4 separate regions of the Mus musculus genome follow, and all the other regions are linked to region 2. The links are chromatin contacts, called in public promoter capture Hi-C maps. All regions are on one chromosome and are shown on one strand. The core of a region is the stretch at or near the end of the contact, and the rest is flanking DNA. Distances in the headings are between cores, read along the strand shown.

What was found. Capture Hi-C pulls out chosen DNA fragments and counts their contacts.
Region 1: a contact with region 2 is called in a promoter capture Hi-C map of adipose tissue, with 7 times the contacts expected there. The contact joins the promoter of Cabp7 here to the promoter of Hormad2 in region 2. A contact is called at or near these places in 11 of 39 promoter capture datasets (the 3T3-L1 cell line, the C10 cell line, the HPC-7 cell line and 6 more), 1 of 15 datasets of contacts at CTCF or cohesin (the NIH/3T3 cell line), 7 of 484 Hi-C or Micro-C datasets (bone marrow-derived macrophages, embryonic fibroblasts, embryonic stem cells and 2 more), 6 of 115 datasets of contacts at active chromatin or transcription factors (embryonic forebrain, embryonic stem cells, fetal liver and 1 more) and 3 of 9 other capture datasets (adipose tissue, liver and macrophages).
Region 3: a promoter capture Hi-C map of liver shows a contact between it and region 2, with 2.2 times the contacts expected there. The contact joins the promoter of Nefh here to the promoter of Hormad2 in region 2. A contact is called at or near these places in 6 of 39 promoter capture datasets (the 3T3-L1 cell line, cranial neural crest, embryonic stem cells and 3 more), 2 of 484 Hi-C or Micro-C datasets (embryonic fibroblasts and neural progenitor cells), 1 of 115 datasets of contacts at active chromatin or transcription factors (astrocytes) and 2 of 9 other capture datasets (embryonic stem cells and liver).
Region 4: a promoter capture Hi-C map of adipose tissue shows a contact between it and region 2, with 4 times the contacts expected there. The contact joins the promoter of Sec14l4 here to the promoter of Hormad2 in region 2. A contact is called at or near these places in 7 of 39 promoter capture datasets (the 3T3-L1 cell line, the SN4741 cell line, embryonic stem cells and 3 more), 1 of 484 Hi-C or Micro-C datasets (cerebellar granule neurons) and 4 of 9 other capture datasets (adipose tissue, embryonic stem cells, liver and 1 more).

The regions. Positions count from the first base shown.
Region 1 is chr11:4,745,706-4,749,241 of GRCm38.p6, reverse strand. It overlaps Cabp7 (calcium binding protein 7), which reads left to right and starts at 2,063. Exons shown (of 5, transcript NM_138948.4): 1 at 2,063-2,623. The coding sequence starts at 2,515. Gm35102 (a long non-coding RNA gene) reads right to left here and starts at 3,416. Exons shown (of 4, transcript XR_003949631.1): 1 at 2,664-3,416; 2 at 1,757-1,924; 3 at 1,418-1,470; 4 at 1-1,313.
Region 2 is chr11:4,439,620-4,443,169 of GRCm38.p6, reverse strand. It overlaps Hormad2 (HORMA domain containing 2), which reads left to right and starts at 2,088. Exons shown (of 11, transcript NM_029458.1): 1 at 2,088-2,293.
Region 3 is chr11:4,946,810-4,949,954 of GRCm38.p6, reverse strand. Nefh (neurofilament, heavy polypeptide) reads left to right here and starts at 1,891. Exons shown (of 4, transcript NM_010904.3): 1 at 1,891-2,897. The coding sequence starts at 2,021. It also overlaps a transcript of Ap1b1 not described here.
Region 4 is chr11:4,030,214-4,033,277 of GRCm38.p6, reverse strand. It overlaps Sec14l4 (SEC14-like lipid binding 4), which reads right to left and starts at 1,496. Exons shown (of 12, transcript NM_146013.1): 1 at 1,379-1,496. The coding sequence starts at 1,432.

The DNA of each region.
Region 1 (3,536 bases), core at 814-3,313, 310 kb before region 2:
CTGGTCACATGACTGGACACCTTGACCCTTTGGATTCGGACCAAGGTTAATGTCCGGGGTGGGGGCAGCCCCTGAATCCAGGGACACCTGTACCTTCAGCAGACTCCCAGGGCCTGGTCTGTGAAGGATTCCCACTTGATTAGTTCTTGATTTCTTTTTGCCCCTTCTTTTGAGATTTCCCTGGCTGGGCAGCTAGGCTTCAGGGAAGCCTCCCAAGAACGCTCCAAGAGAGAGTGTTTCCTGCCAGTCTGATAGCAGACTCCAGCTCTCTCCCTTAGCCCAATAGCAAACTGTCTGGAAAGGCTTAGCAAGTAAGGTGCTTGCAGATCACCCCTACAACACCCCCCAGTGACTGTTCTTATTCCCATGGAAGAATTCCCATACTAATGGGAAACTCCCAAGAGATTCAGGGCGCATCATCAGGCACCTTCCATGTTAAGTCGCTTCATCCTCACCTCTGCCCAGGAAATAACATAGAGGCCCTGAGAGGTTAAGGGGTATGGCTAAGGTCCCATTGAAACAAGGTGGTAGATGCAAGAGCCCAGGGCTCGCTGGGTTGGCGGCTAGTTCTTCCTGCGTCACAGCTCTGTTCTATCAGAAATCTTAAAGGAGCATAAGCACCCAGCTGACCTGATGGATGCTCAAGTGCGCAAGAAGAGCTTTGGGGATGGGTGCTTCTCAGGGGCTCTTACGACTCCAACTATAGGTCTGAATAGATAGCAACTGGCCAGAAGCCTGGAACAGACATTCAGATGGGAGCCAGGGTTTGTCTGGCTTCTCTACAGGTTTCACATGCCTATGAGAAACCCAGAGCCCTAGACAAGTCCTAAAGGTTCAGGCCTGCCTTGGCCCAGGGTGGCTGGGGGTGTTGTCTCTCACTGAGCCCCTCTCTCCCGGCGCCAAGACAGGGCTATGATTAATCAGCGACAAAAGCAGAAACAAGCAGAAAAATGTAATCAGCCAGGGAAGGGCATGGCCAGGCTGTGGCAATCAGCTTTCCTGCTGGGGCCTTTGGCTGATTGGACCCAAGGGGGCAGGGAGATAGTTCAGATGAGGGTTCCAGGAATGAGACTGAGGCCAGCTGAGGCCCACCCAGGCCAGGGGCTCACCAGATCCCATAATTGTACACGGAGACACACACATCTGTGCTCGGATACGCATAGCACTCCCAGCCCAAGGGCCTTCGCACCTGCCCACACCTGCTTCCGGGCTTCTGCCCTTCGCTGCCAGCTCACAGCTCACATGTAGGTGGCCGTGCACAGTTCAAACACTCTCATCTGCAAGTGGGTTTGAAAACGTATCTTCACAGTGTCCTGAACGAAAGATGAAGAGAAACGCATGCACATGCTGCCCCCCCCTCCAGACACCTACCCCCACCCCCATAGAACACATGCTAAGGACCGGAGGAAGGTCTAACCTGCAGCCATGTGACCAACAGGCTCTGGGTCGTCTGCCTCCTCCTCATGGCCCCTGGGGACATGAGACAGACCTTGGCTCCTGCTCTGCAAACTGAGAGGCAAGGGCTCAGGAAGGAGCCAGGACAACAGCCCTTTGTGGGATCAAGTCAACTGCTGGTGTCAGCCACAGGCCAGCGGAGTCTCCTGCAGATCTGTGCTTGGCCTCTGCCTGCTGGCCCTGCCTGGTGACCTTGGCCAATGTCCTTTTCTAAGCCTCAGTTTCCCCACCTTGGAGCCTCTCCTGGCACCAACTTGAGGATTACTGGTCCTGAGGACCCTCGCGCCTGGAGCAACCTCACCTTTCTGGGTCTCTAGTCGTTAGTTCTCAGCTCTCCGCTCTCGCTGGGGGAGGGTTAGTGGAGGCAGGTGGGATAGGGGGTACAAGGAACGGCTCCACCCCTGGTCCACACCACCCGGGTCCTGCTGGCTGCTAACGTGGGGTGCGGGAGACAGCAATCCGAAGCAGACTGGGGGAAAAGCAGAGTCGGGGAGAACCAGAGAAGGCGCCCGGGAGGGCTTGGGGTGGCCGCTCAGGGGCCGGCAGCGGGAAGGGGCGGGGGCGGGAGGGGCGGGCGGGGGAGGCGGGAGCGCGGCGAGCGCCGCACAGAGCAAGCGAGCGAGCGAGTGAGGAGTGCAGGCGGCGGCGGCGGCGGCGGTGGCGGCGGCGGCGGTGGCGGCGGCGGCGGTGGCGGCAGCGGCGGGAGCCGGAGCGGCGGGTCGGGCAGCCGCACCAGCGAGCGGACGAGCGGGCGGCGAGCAACGCGGAGCGCGCGGAGGGAGCGCAGCGCGCAGCGGTCCGAGCCAAGAGGCCGGAGCGGCGCCGCCCCCGCCATCCCTGCGAGCCCCCGGCCGGGATCCCAACGAAGGAGCCGGCGGCATGGCCCGACAGCCCGGGGCGCAGGGGCGCTAGGTCCCGGACGGGTGCCCATTGCCTCGCCGCCGCCACTGCGCGCCGCACCGCGCGCACCGCCCGCTCCAGCCGCCCCCGGGGCCGCCGGCGGCCCATGAGCCCCGGCCTCAAAGTTTGCGGCGGGCGGGCGGGCGCGGAGCCTCCAAGATGCCGTTCCACCCGGTGACGGCGGCGTTGATGTACCGGGGCATCTACACCGTGCCCAACCTGCTGTCGGAGCAGCGCCCGGTGGATATCCCTGAGGACGAGCTAGAGGGTGAGTGCCCTGCCGGGACCCCTGCCACGAGCCCTCCTACCTGTGCGCCCTGGTGCCGCGCTGGCCCGGGGAGCCCGGGACCCTGCTGCGCGACTCGGATGAGCGGCTACGCGGGAGGCGGGACGGCCGGGTGGCCCCGGGCGCCGCGGTGGGGGTCGCCGCGGCGCAGGAGCAGCCCGGCCCCTGCCCGCGTGGCCCCCAGCGCTGCGGAAACTTGCGGGGCCCCGCAGCGGGGTCACTGGGCCGCGTGGCCGGCGGTGACGGTGCGGCAAGGCGGCGGGGGCTGAAGTGGAGAGTCCGAGCTGTTGCCCCCCGCGCCCGCCACCGGAGCGTCCGCATCCTGATCCCTTCCGCGGCGCCCGCCCGTGGCTCTGCGCTCCTATTGACATTCCGCTCGTGTCGCGTTGAGAATCCAATCTGCTCCGGCAGTGGGAGAAGGGGAGAGAGGGCGACTGCCCCGCTCTTGCTGGGTGCAGGGCTACCCCCATCCCCTTCTGCGGCCCTGCGAGGGACCCCCCACCCGTGCGCTGCCGAGGCAGCTGGGAGGCGTTGGCGACAACAAGTGGCCGGATTGGGAGGCTCGGTCGCGATAGCAAAAGCCTGGAAGGAAAGGCAGAGGCCGGAACCTAAACCTCCCCCCGACCCTAGTCCCCGTGCCTTTCGGGAATAGGGACCGCACGCAGGCAGTTGGCTATTGAAGATCAGAGCAGCAGGCCGAGGCTGGGGTTCCTGGATTGAGTGTCCTGGGGCGCAGTGAGACCCCTGGGGCCTTCCTAGCTTTTTCTCTGCTGAGATTGGGGGCGGGGGTGTGCTCAAGATTCCCCTCCCCCCAGGCCTCTTGAGGCCCCATATGGAGTGGAGTCGGAGACTCTGAGCTGATGGGAGTCTTGGTCCCTTAGGGTGTTTGTCGGCT
Region 2 (3,550 bases), core at 839-3,338:
TCTCATGGAGGCATTTCCTCAACTGAAGCTCCTTTCTCTGTGATAACTCCAGCTGTGTCAAGTTGACACAAAACTAGCCAGTACAGTATGTATGTATATATGTATGTATTTATTGGCAGGACCTTACTTACTAACCTACTCAGAGAGGTCCTCCTGTCTCAACTTCCCTAATGGCTGAGAATACCTGGCACACACCAGCACATTTGACCCACCAATGTTTGTCAAGTGCCTACCATTTGCCAGGTACTATACCGAATATCTGGAGATATTCTGATGAAGCTTGTTTGTTTATCTCACACACATTCTAGATAGAGCAGGTTAAGAAAGAAATGAAACCCATTATTAAATGCCATAAAAGAAATAGAATAATAAAAAAACGTGAGAAAATAGCTCTGTGAATATGTTAGATGGCCATTAGTGTAAAGGCAAGACAGAAGGCCTTTGAACATGGCGTTGATTGGCTGAGCTCAGACTGCAAAGCATATGATAATTAGGTTAGTGTGTGCACATGTGTCTGCAGGCACACAGGCATGCATGCATGTACTGGTCAAATGGACAGAAGCCAGGGTCATTGGGGAAGAGGGAACTTCAGTTAGAGATTGCCTCCATTAGATTGGCCTGTGAGCAAGTCTGTGGGGACATTTTCTTGACTGATGTGGGAGGGCTCAGCCCTCTGTGGGCTGTCCTGTGTTGTGTAAGAAAGCAGGCTGAGCAGGCCTGAGGAAGCAAGGCAGTAAGGAACGTTCTTCTGTGGCCTCTCCTGCAGATCCTGCCTCTAGGTTTCTGTCCTGCTTGAGTTTCTGACCTCTCTTCAAGATGCTGTGTAAGCTGGATGATAAAATATGCCCTTTCTCCCTCCAAGTTACTTTTGGTCATGATGTCTTTACTACAGCAAAGGAAAACAAAGACAGACAGGCAGTATAGAGGGGAGTCTGAGGGTCCAACCAGGAAAGTTAATTCTGAGACTTGGAATGGACCTTTAAAACCAAATAAAAAGTTACTTCTGGAAAGTACAGGATCCAAGCAGAACCTAGTTGGAAGGAGGGACTGCTGGCAGTCTAGAAACCATTTTGATTGTGAAGATTGGAGGGAGGGGCACTAACTATGGCAAAGGTTGAAAAAATCTAAACTATTTTTACCTGGATTGTGGTTTATGTTAGGTCTCAAACCCAGACAAATGGCTGAGGTGCCTATTTAACATATTAAAGCAGACATGGCCACCAGGTTCTCCCAAGCATCTCTCAGTCCAACCAGGGCCTTTCTGTCTGGCAAACCTTGTCCCTACCCTGAACTCTCCACCTACGGGCTGGGGTGCACTTCCCTATATAATCCAACCATTTTGGTTACCCCCCCCCCTTTTATTGCCTCCTGGTCATTGCACCCGGTTCCCCTTCTCCTCTTTCTCATACCTTGCTCCCTCTCCTCACATGGCTCAGGGTCATCATGACCACTCTGGACTCTCCTAGGTGTCTCTGCTTCTGGCTATGTCTCCCTCTTGCTCCCTAGTGTACACACACACACACACACACACACACACACACACACACACACGAGAAAGGCGGGGATGGGGATGGGGGTGGGGCTAAGATAGGTGAAGCACAAAGAAAGGTTAATATAGGCAAGTTTTAGCCGCATAATTAAACACTACAGTAGAAGATTACAGTGGGGTCCAAGTCTAGGAAAGAGACTTGCAAAGCCCCCAGGACTGCAAAGCGCTCTGTTTGAGTCCAGGCCCTCCCAGGCTCCAGCCTCAGATCTTGGAGAACCCCCATCAGGTGTACTGTTCCCATCAGCCATGCCCTGCCTCTCCTCAGTTCTGGTTATGTAGGTGATCCAAGTGGGCGTCCCCTCACAGTCCGCAGTCCTCGAAGGCTCCAGGAGCTCCCCACACCAAGGGAACGCAGGCTCCGCCCACAGCCCGGGTGGGTAGGCTGCCTGCTGCCCTATTTTGCATATTCATGAGGTAGAGCAAGGCCTGCTGAGGGGCCAACCTTAGACTTAGGCATGAGGAGACTCCTGTGGCCCTGGCCGGAAAGTCGTAAAGCCGAGGGGTGGGCTTTGCCAGGAAAAGCCGTTGGCCTCTGCTGAGGTAAAGGCCGAGGGGAAGGCCTCGCCGCGTGTTCACACGCGGGGTCTCCGGAGGAAGGCGTTCGGGTGGGTTCTGGGGTCTTCAAGTTCACACTTCTCTGTTCTTTTTAATTGACTGGGTTCATCTGTGGAACTCGCCAGCCCTCTGAGGAGAAGTGTAATCGTGTAATCGTGGCGGAGGGCCAACGAGGACCGGAAGCTTCAGGTATCATGGTTGCCTACTCTGGACGGTGAAAAACTTCACACGTTAAACAAAGAGCTGGTGGCGATGCGGTGGCGAGGAATGAACTGGTAGACCTTGAATTTCCATCATTTTAATAGCTGAATGATTTAGGCCTTTTTTAAAAGTTGGAACTGGAGATCACTAAATTAAGTGAAATAAGCCAGACCCAGAACGACACATAGTCAGGTTTCCCTAGTGTGTGGAAACCTGATTTAGATGCACATATACATGATAGGAGCATGAATGGGCCGTGTAGTACGTTATCTGCTCACCTAGTGAAAGCAAAGTGTAAGCGTGGTTCTTGCCCCTAAAAGGTGGTAGATTTTATTAGGACGATAGCCTAATTTCTCCTTCATCAGACCATTCATTTCTTGAGGCAAAGACCATATTTAACTTTTTGTAATCCCGTGTTTTACCTGGAACAGTGCAAATTGCACAGTAAACGTTGAATATATGGATTAATGGAACTAGCATGAGAAATATATTTTTAAAAACCAAAGAGCGTGAACAAATACCTAATTAATACAGTAGGAACCGCTTAGTCCGAGCAAGCATGAAGTAGCAGAATTATCAGGGACAAATGGAATTTGTGAAAATGGTGGCTAATAATTTATTGACGTACGCTCAGCAAAAGGTTTAACAGGGAGGACTTGGGCAAACCAAATTCTCTTGCTGATCTTCAATTTTTTTATTAAAATTTGATGGTTTTTGTTCGTGTTTTTTTGTTTTTGCTTTTTGAGTCAGGTCTGTTTGTTTGTTTGTTTTTGTATTTGTTGTTGTTGTTGTTTTGAGACAGGGTTTCTCTGTATAGCCCTGGCTGTCCTGGAACTCACTTTGTAGACCGCCTGCCTCTGCCTCCCGAGTGCTGGTATTAAAGGCGTTTATTAAATCCGGTTTGAGTCAGGTCTTTGTGTAGCCCTGCTGTCCAGGCCTCCAACTCAGAGATTACCTGCCCCTCCCTCCTGAGTACCACCCCAAAGGTGCTCGCCATATAGCCCAGAGCATTTTACTTCTCTCTGTGCACATCTGTGTTTTCATACACCTGGAAATTCGTGTGCATTTGGAGGTCAGATGTTAGTGTCTATTACCTTCTTTGCTTGCTTAGTGTTAAAAAATGGTTTTTATTTGTATTATTATTTTTTAACTTGTATAGGTGTTTTGCTTTATGTATGTGGGGGCCTAGTGCCTACTGAGGGCCGAAGAGGGCATCAACTTTACTGGGTCTGGTGTTGCAGGCAG
Region 3 (3,145 bases), core at 642-3,141, 510 kb before region 2:
ATGACTGGACCTTTAAATTGGGAAAATGCTTCATCATGTTCTGCTCCATCATGAAAAACTAGAGTCTCCTCCCCCTCCTCCCTAGTGCACTCTCCTGGCCTGCAGCCAGGGGCTGGGAATGAGACACAGGACAGGAAAGGGATCTCTTTTAGGGAATCTATCAGTTCTCCTCCTAGGGATCCCTCCAAAAGAGAAAACCACAGCAAACTGGGGTGCAGTGAGGCTTGAGGTAACTGCCTGGGAGAAGTTCTGATCTGAAGAAGTCTATACTGGTTTCCAGAGCTTGTCAGTGGGCATTGGAGTGGGGCTCTCTCTGCTCCGGGAAGAGGTTTGCAGGGAGAAAGAACTTCACAGAGAGCCAGGCACTGGACAGGACATGCAGGGGTGGGTCACTTACATACAACCGTAGGTCGTTTCGAGCCCGTCATATGACTCATCCAATCCTCCCCTGTACCGCACAGAGGGACTGCTTGGAAAAGCTATGGAACCTCCCTACTCCGTTAGGCATAGATTTAACCCTTCCCATCCGAGGAGCGGCTGCTGTCCGTGGTGCTGAAGCGATAGCGGCACGGGCGGCTCCGTCCACTAACACCGCTTTTGACCGGAAAACCAAACCAAGAACGAGCCGTATAATAAAGCAAGAGCTCCAAGTCTAAGCCCCTCCGCCGTCCCCGCCCTTTCACCTGAAGCCTCAGTAGGGCTCATGATGGAGGTCGGTGGACTTTGGTACTGAAAAACCACTCCACCACTTCCTCGGAGCATGAAAGGGGATGCTTACGGCAGTACTGGTTCATCTATTCTGGAAAAGGAATGAGATGCCAAGATAAAGCAGAAAAATCGGGCAAGGAAGGGAGAAAGACAAAGTTCTCAGGTGAGAGGAACTGGTTACTATTCCGACTGGCAATATGTGGGTTCTCCTCCCCAAAATCAGCCAGACATTTCCCAAGTTCGAACCTCCTAGGGGCACATGGGAGCTTGGAGCTGCATCTTGTCTCTTGCACACAAGGGAAAACCAAACATAGGAGAACACAATTTGTACAAGGTCATTCAGCTAGCGAAGCACAGAAGCTAACCCCACCCTGTGGCAGAACTTGGCTTCGGTGTTGAGGCTCTTGCTGCCTACTGAGGGACCCCCTGTTCTTCGTAGGCAGTTTTCCTTTCCGGGCAAGAGGAGACTCCACTTTCCAGTCGTGGCCACTGGAATTTTTAGAGAGCACCACGTTCCTCTCACCCAGCGCTCCCTTTCTCCGTCTGCAGTGTTCTCCTTCTCAGGGTAGCTTTGCGGTCCTTTCAAACTCCACGCCCACCCCAACCCCAACCCCGAAGCCAGCTGTACAGTTCCTTAAGCCCCTTTGGGTGGCCCAGGGCCGCTGTAGTATCTGGGGAACACTGCACCGCCAGCTAGAAGGTCCCCATTTATCATCAGTAGCATCCATCATGCAACCCCATACAGAATCCCTTCGTGGGTGACTGCAGTCTGCACTCCTCATCTCAAGGTCCTCTCTAACTATCAGGGAACCAACCCTGTGCTGCTTCTCAAGTGGGGGTGTCCTCTCATAGTAATCACTGCAGTCTCCCACTGCTTCAACCCGAAGGCGCCCTGACCCATCAGTTCTGCAATCCTCTCCCTATTTCCAGTGCCCTCTCTTATTCTGAGGGTCTTATTCTGACTAATAGGGTCTTCCGACATGCACCTGGAGGTCTGCACTTGTCCGCTCCGGAAGTCCTTTACTCCTTGGTCTGACCTCGGGAGGCTCTACTGACGATGCGTCGATTCCCCTTCACTCCTGGGTCGTCCCCCCCAGCCCCGCCCCTCTCACTGCGGAGAAGCCGGTCGGCCCGGGGCCGCGGGGGAGGAGGTGGAGAGGGTGGGGCCCTCCTCCCCAGCCCCCCACTGCCGAGGGGCCGGACCGGGCCACCGCGGATATAAAAGAGCCGGAGTCCCAGAGCTGCCGCAGTGCTGCCTGCCCCGTCCCAGCCCCGCACTCCCGCTCCGCTGGCGGCCGCACCTGCTCCGGCCATGATGAGCTTCGGCAGCGCCGATGCGCTGCTGGGCGCCCCGTTCGCGCCGCTGCACGGAGGCGGCAGCCTGCACTACTCGCTGAGCCGCAAGGCAGGCCCGGGCGGCACGCGCTCCGCGGCCGGCTCCTCCAGCGGCTTCCACTCGTGGGCGCGGACGTCCGTGAGCTCCGTGTCCGCCTCACCCAGCCGCTTCCGCGGCGCCGCCTCGAGCACCGACTCGCTAGACACCCTAAGCAACGGCCCAGAGGGCTGCGTGGTGGCGGCGGTGGCGGCGCGCAGCGAGAAGGAGCAGCTGCAGGCTCTGAACGACCGCTTCGCGGGCTACATCGACAAGGTGAGGCAGCTCGAGGCGCACAACCGCAGCCTGGAGGGCGAGGCGGCGGCGCTGCGGCAGCAGCAAGCCGGCCGCGCCGCCATGGGCGAGCTGTACGAGCGCGAGGTGCGCGAGATGCGCGGCGCCGTGCTGCGCCTCGGGGCGGCGCGCGGGCAGCTGCGCCTGGAGCAGGAGCACCTGCTGGAGGACATCGCTCACGTCCGCCAGCGGCTGGACGAGGAGGCCCGGCAGCGTGAGGAGGCGGAGGCGGCGGCGCGCGCCCTGGCGCGCTTCGCGCAGGAGGCGGAAGCGGCGCGCGTGGAGCTGCAGAAGAAGGCGCAGGCGCTGCAGGAGGAGTGCGGCTACCTGCGGCGCCACCACCAGGAGGAGGTGGGCGAGCTGCTCGGTCAGATCCAGGGCTGCGGGGCCGCGCAGGCGCAGGCTCAGGCCGAGGCTCGCGACGCCCTCAAGTGCGACGTGACGTCGGCGCTGCGGGAGATCCGCGCGCAGCTCGAAGGCCACGCGGTGCAGAGCACGCTGCAGTCCGAGGAGTGGTTCCGAGGTGCGCGGGAGCGCGGGGTGGGAAGGGGTCGCCCCCTCCTGGCGGAGCAGTGAGCAGCCCGAGAGGACTCCTCTCAGAAGTAGCTAGACCCGCTGCGAGGTGCATGCCACCTGACAAAGTAGCGGTTTTACCCAGACCCTCCCTTGGGGCGCCCCAACTCTGGATTTTCCTTTAGAAAAAGGAAACCACCCTCCACATTTTTTATGTCTGTAATTAAACACCGGGGCCAACCCCTGTGCCCCACACAC
Region 4 (3,064 bases), core at 247-2,746, 410 kb after region 2:
AAAACAACTTCTCCTCTTTGGCCTTTTTGTTTTTTGGTAAATTCATAGCCGCCCCTCTCTGCCATTCCGTGTGATGTTCTCGGGTGCACACAAGCGGTAGGTTTGAAGCCTGGCTCCCAGCAGGCAAAGGGAGGATTCACACCAGAAAGCAGCTGCATCCTCAGGAGCCAAAGGAAATTTTGTCAGGGGTGGGGGTTGGAGGGTGTGAAAGGGGCCAGTGCCCTGTAAAAAACAAAGCTATACCTATCCTCCCCTCCAGGTGACTTCTAACTCAGCCTGGAGAGAAGCCACCTTACAGTGCCACACTGAAGACTGTGTGTCTGAAGTGTGACCACAGTGGCCCACCCTAGCTCAGGAGGACTCTGGAAGGAAGTGATCCGGGGCAAGGCAGTACAGAGCTCTGGGCCGTCCTTAGCCTCCCCCTCCTTCCTCCTTTCTCTTCCTATATGTTTTAACATAGCAAGCATTTGTTACTTTTAGTTAGTGGAGAAAGTAGGAGTGGCTGGTGGGGTTCTCTATCATAGTCCACTCCCAGAGACCATGTTTCCAGTTCCAAAAGAACTCAGGAGGCACCGGGTGCCTTCTGAGACCATCAGCCCTGGGAGTCTCATCAGAGGGTCCTTCCTGTTCCACTAAGGACCCCTTAATGGCTGAATCTCCAGGTCCCCTCCTTCACCCAGGATTCTCATGTCTCCCTGTAAGGTTCTTCCGCATGGGAGACACTACAAAACAAGCCGTTCATCTCTTGTTCCTTGAGACAGTGTCACTAAATTCAGGCTGGCCTTGAACCCACAATCTTCTGGTCTTTGTCTCGCAAGGCTTGGGATTCCAGACTTAAACACCTTCAGTACCTGTCACAATTCTTAAGCTTCCCCTTCAAACGAGGTTGAATGAGAACCTGGATGGGACTCCCCTTCCTCATAGCCTTTCCCTTCTCCAGGTACAGCCTGCAGGAGGCTCTCAAAAATCAGACCCCTAGCCCCTCTATTTCTCTGTCATAATTAAAAGTAAACAAGTAAGTCTGATAGGGAGAAGACTGGGAACCCGAGCAACAGAAACCAAACCAAACACTGTTGCAATCTGGCAGGGATCTCCTAATCTGCCTGGCAGAAGTCACTGGCCTGGGAACAGAGGCCAGGGATGGGTGGTGGGAGCTGTGCTGGAAGGCTAAACTTGCAAACACACACACGCACACGCACACACGCGCACGCACACACACCGGCAGTTGCTCAGAGGTAGAGAGAGGTCCTAGCCCAGGTGTGCGCGGGAGGCGCTGGCTTCGCCAACCAGTCCCTGCATAAAGCTGTAGCCAATGCGGGCCGCTTGGGTTCTGCTTGGCTCCCGTGCCTTCCCTCCCGCCTCACCCCTCACCCCTTACCCTGGCCAGAGCCTCCTGCTGCTGCGGGCTCAGGTCCCCGACTTGTCCTCTCATGGTGCTCTCTGCTAGGCCTCAGCTGCTGCCACCTTCACAGGGCTTTACTTAGCAGGTCTGCTGCTGATCCCGCCCCAAGGGAGGCCCGCCCCAAGGGAGAATCCCTGTTCCTGCCCCGCCCTACCCAGTGCTCCCCTGTTTTTGTTTTTCTTTTGTTTTGTCTGCCCCAGGTCATCAAGCCTACCTTAAGGGGACAGAGAGGTGACCAGATCTCAAGAGGTGTCCTGAGAGTCTGAGGTAGCAAGTGGCCCTCACCTCCAGGTCTTCACGCGCTTTCAGGGGGTGGGACTGTAGGTGTGTGGGGAGTGGGTGTTAAGAAAGTGCTCACCTAAGGACAGGTACGTGGAGCACACACTTCCGGAGCCAAGTGGGAGTTGAAAATGTCACCACTTCTGAGTCCTTTTGCCCAAGGAGAGCCCAGCCCCCCTCCCCCGACCTTGAACACAGGCTGCGCTCCACAAATGTTTGCTGGCCAGGAGAGCCCTTATTTGCCAAATGGCTCCAGACCTCTAGAAGTTAGGAGGGATTAGGTAAGACCATGTCTCCTGTGTTAGCAGAATGCCTGGCACGGCACACACAGTTTCAACACTCTATGAAGGCCGTCAGCTCAGGCGGGAACTACAGGATGGCCCAGGGGTGAGCCTCTGGGAGGTAGAGGGTGGGAGGCAGCCACACTGAGTAGGCTGACCTCTCTGGGTAGGATGAGAAAACACAGGCTGCCTTGGCATGAATTTTCTGCAAAGCAGGTGGCACCTGAGCAGGGAGGAGATAGTGAAACAGGCCACTGACACCTTTCCCCTCTGTCGTCCCATGGATCAAATTAAGTTTTAGGTAGGGGGTGACCAAGCAAGGGCTCACTGTCCTTTGGACTATTGTCTGTTGGAGATGTGGTTGGTCAGGAACAAGTATGGCCTGTGCTAGGTAGAAACGGCAAATCAGATTTCAATGACTTAGCACCAGAAACAGTAACTATTTTATTCAGTTTTCCTACTGATACATGTATGTTCATATTATAACTTCAGATATTCTGAAATATACAAAATACACTTTTAAAAAAAGACAGGGTTCTTACGTAGGCCAAGATGTTTCAGACTCACTGTGTAACCACGGAGAATCTTGAACTCTTGATCTTTCGGCTTCCACCTCCCCAGTGAAGGGATTACAGGCAGGGGCCATCAAGTCTGGTATTCTGGGTAATTTTATATAAACTTGACACAAGCTAAAGTTATCAGAAAGGAGGGAGCACCTTTGAGAAAGCCTCCATCAGATTAGGCTACTGGCAAATCTATAGAACATTTTCTTTTTCTTTTTTTCTTTTTTTGAGACAGGGTTTCTCTGTGTAGCCCTGGCTGTCCTAGAACTCACTTTGTAGACCAGGCTGGCCTCAAACTCAGAAATCTGCCTGCCTCTGCCTCCCGAGTGCTGGGATTAAAGGCATTACCACCATGCCCGGCAGGACATTTTCTTAATTAGTGATCGATGAAGGGATGGCCCACCCCCTTGTAGGTGGTGACAGCCCTGGGCTGGTGGTCCTGGGCTCTATAAGAAAGCAGGCTGAGCAATCCAGAGCAAGTGAGCAGTCAGCAGCATCCGCCCATGGCCTCTGCACCAGCTCCTGCCTCCAGGCTCCTG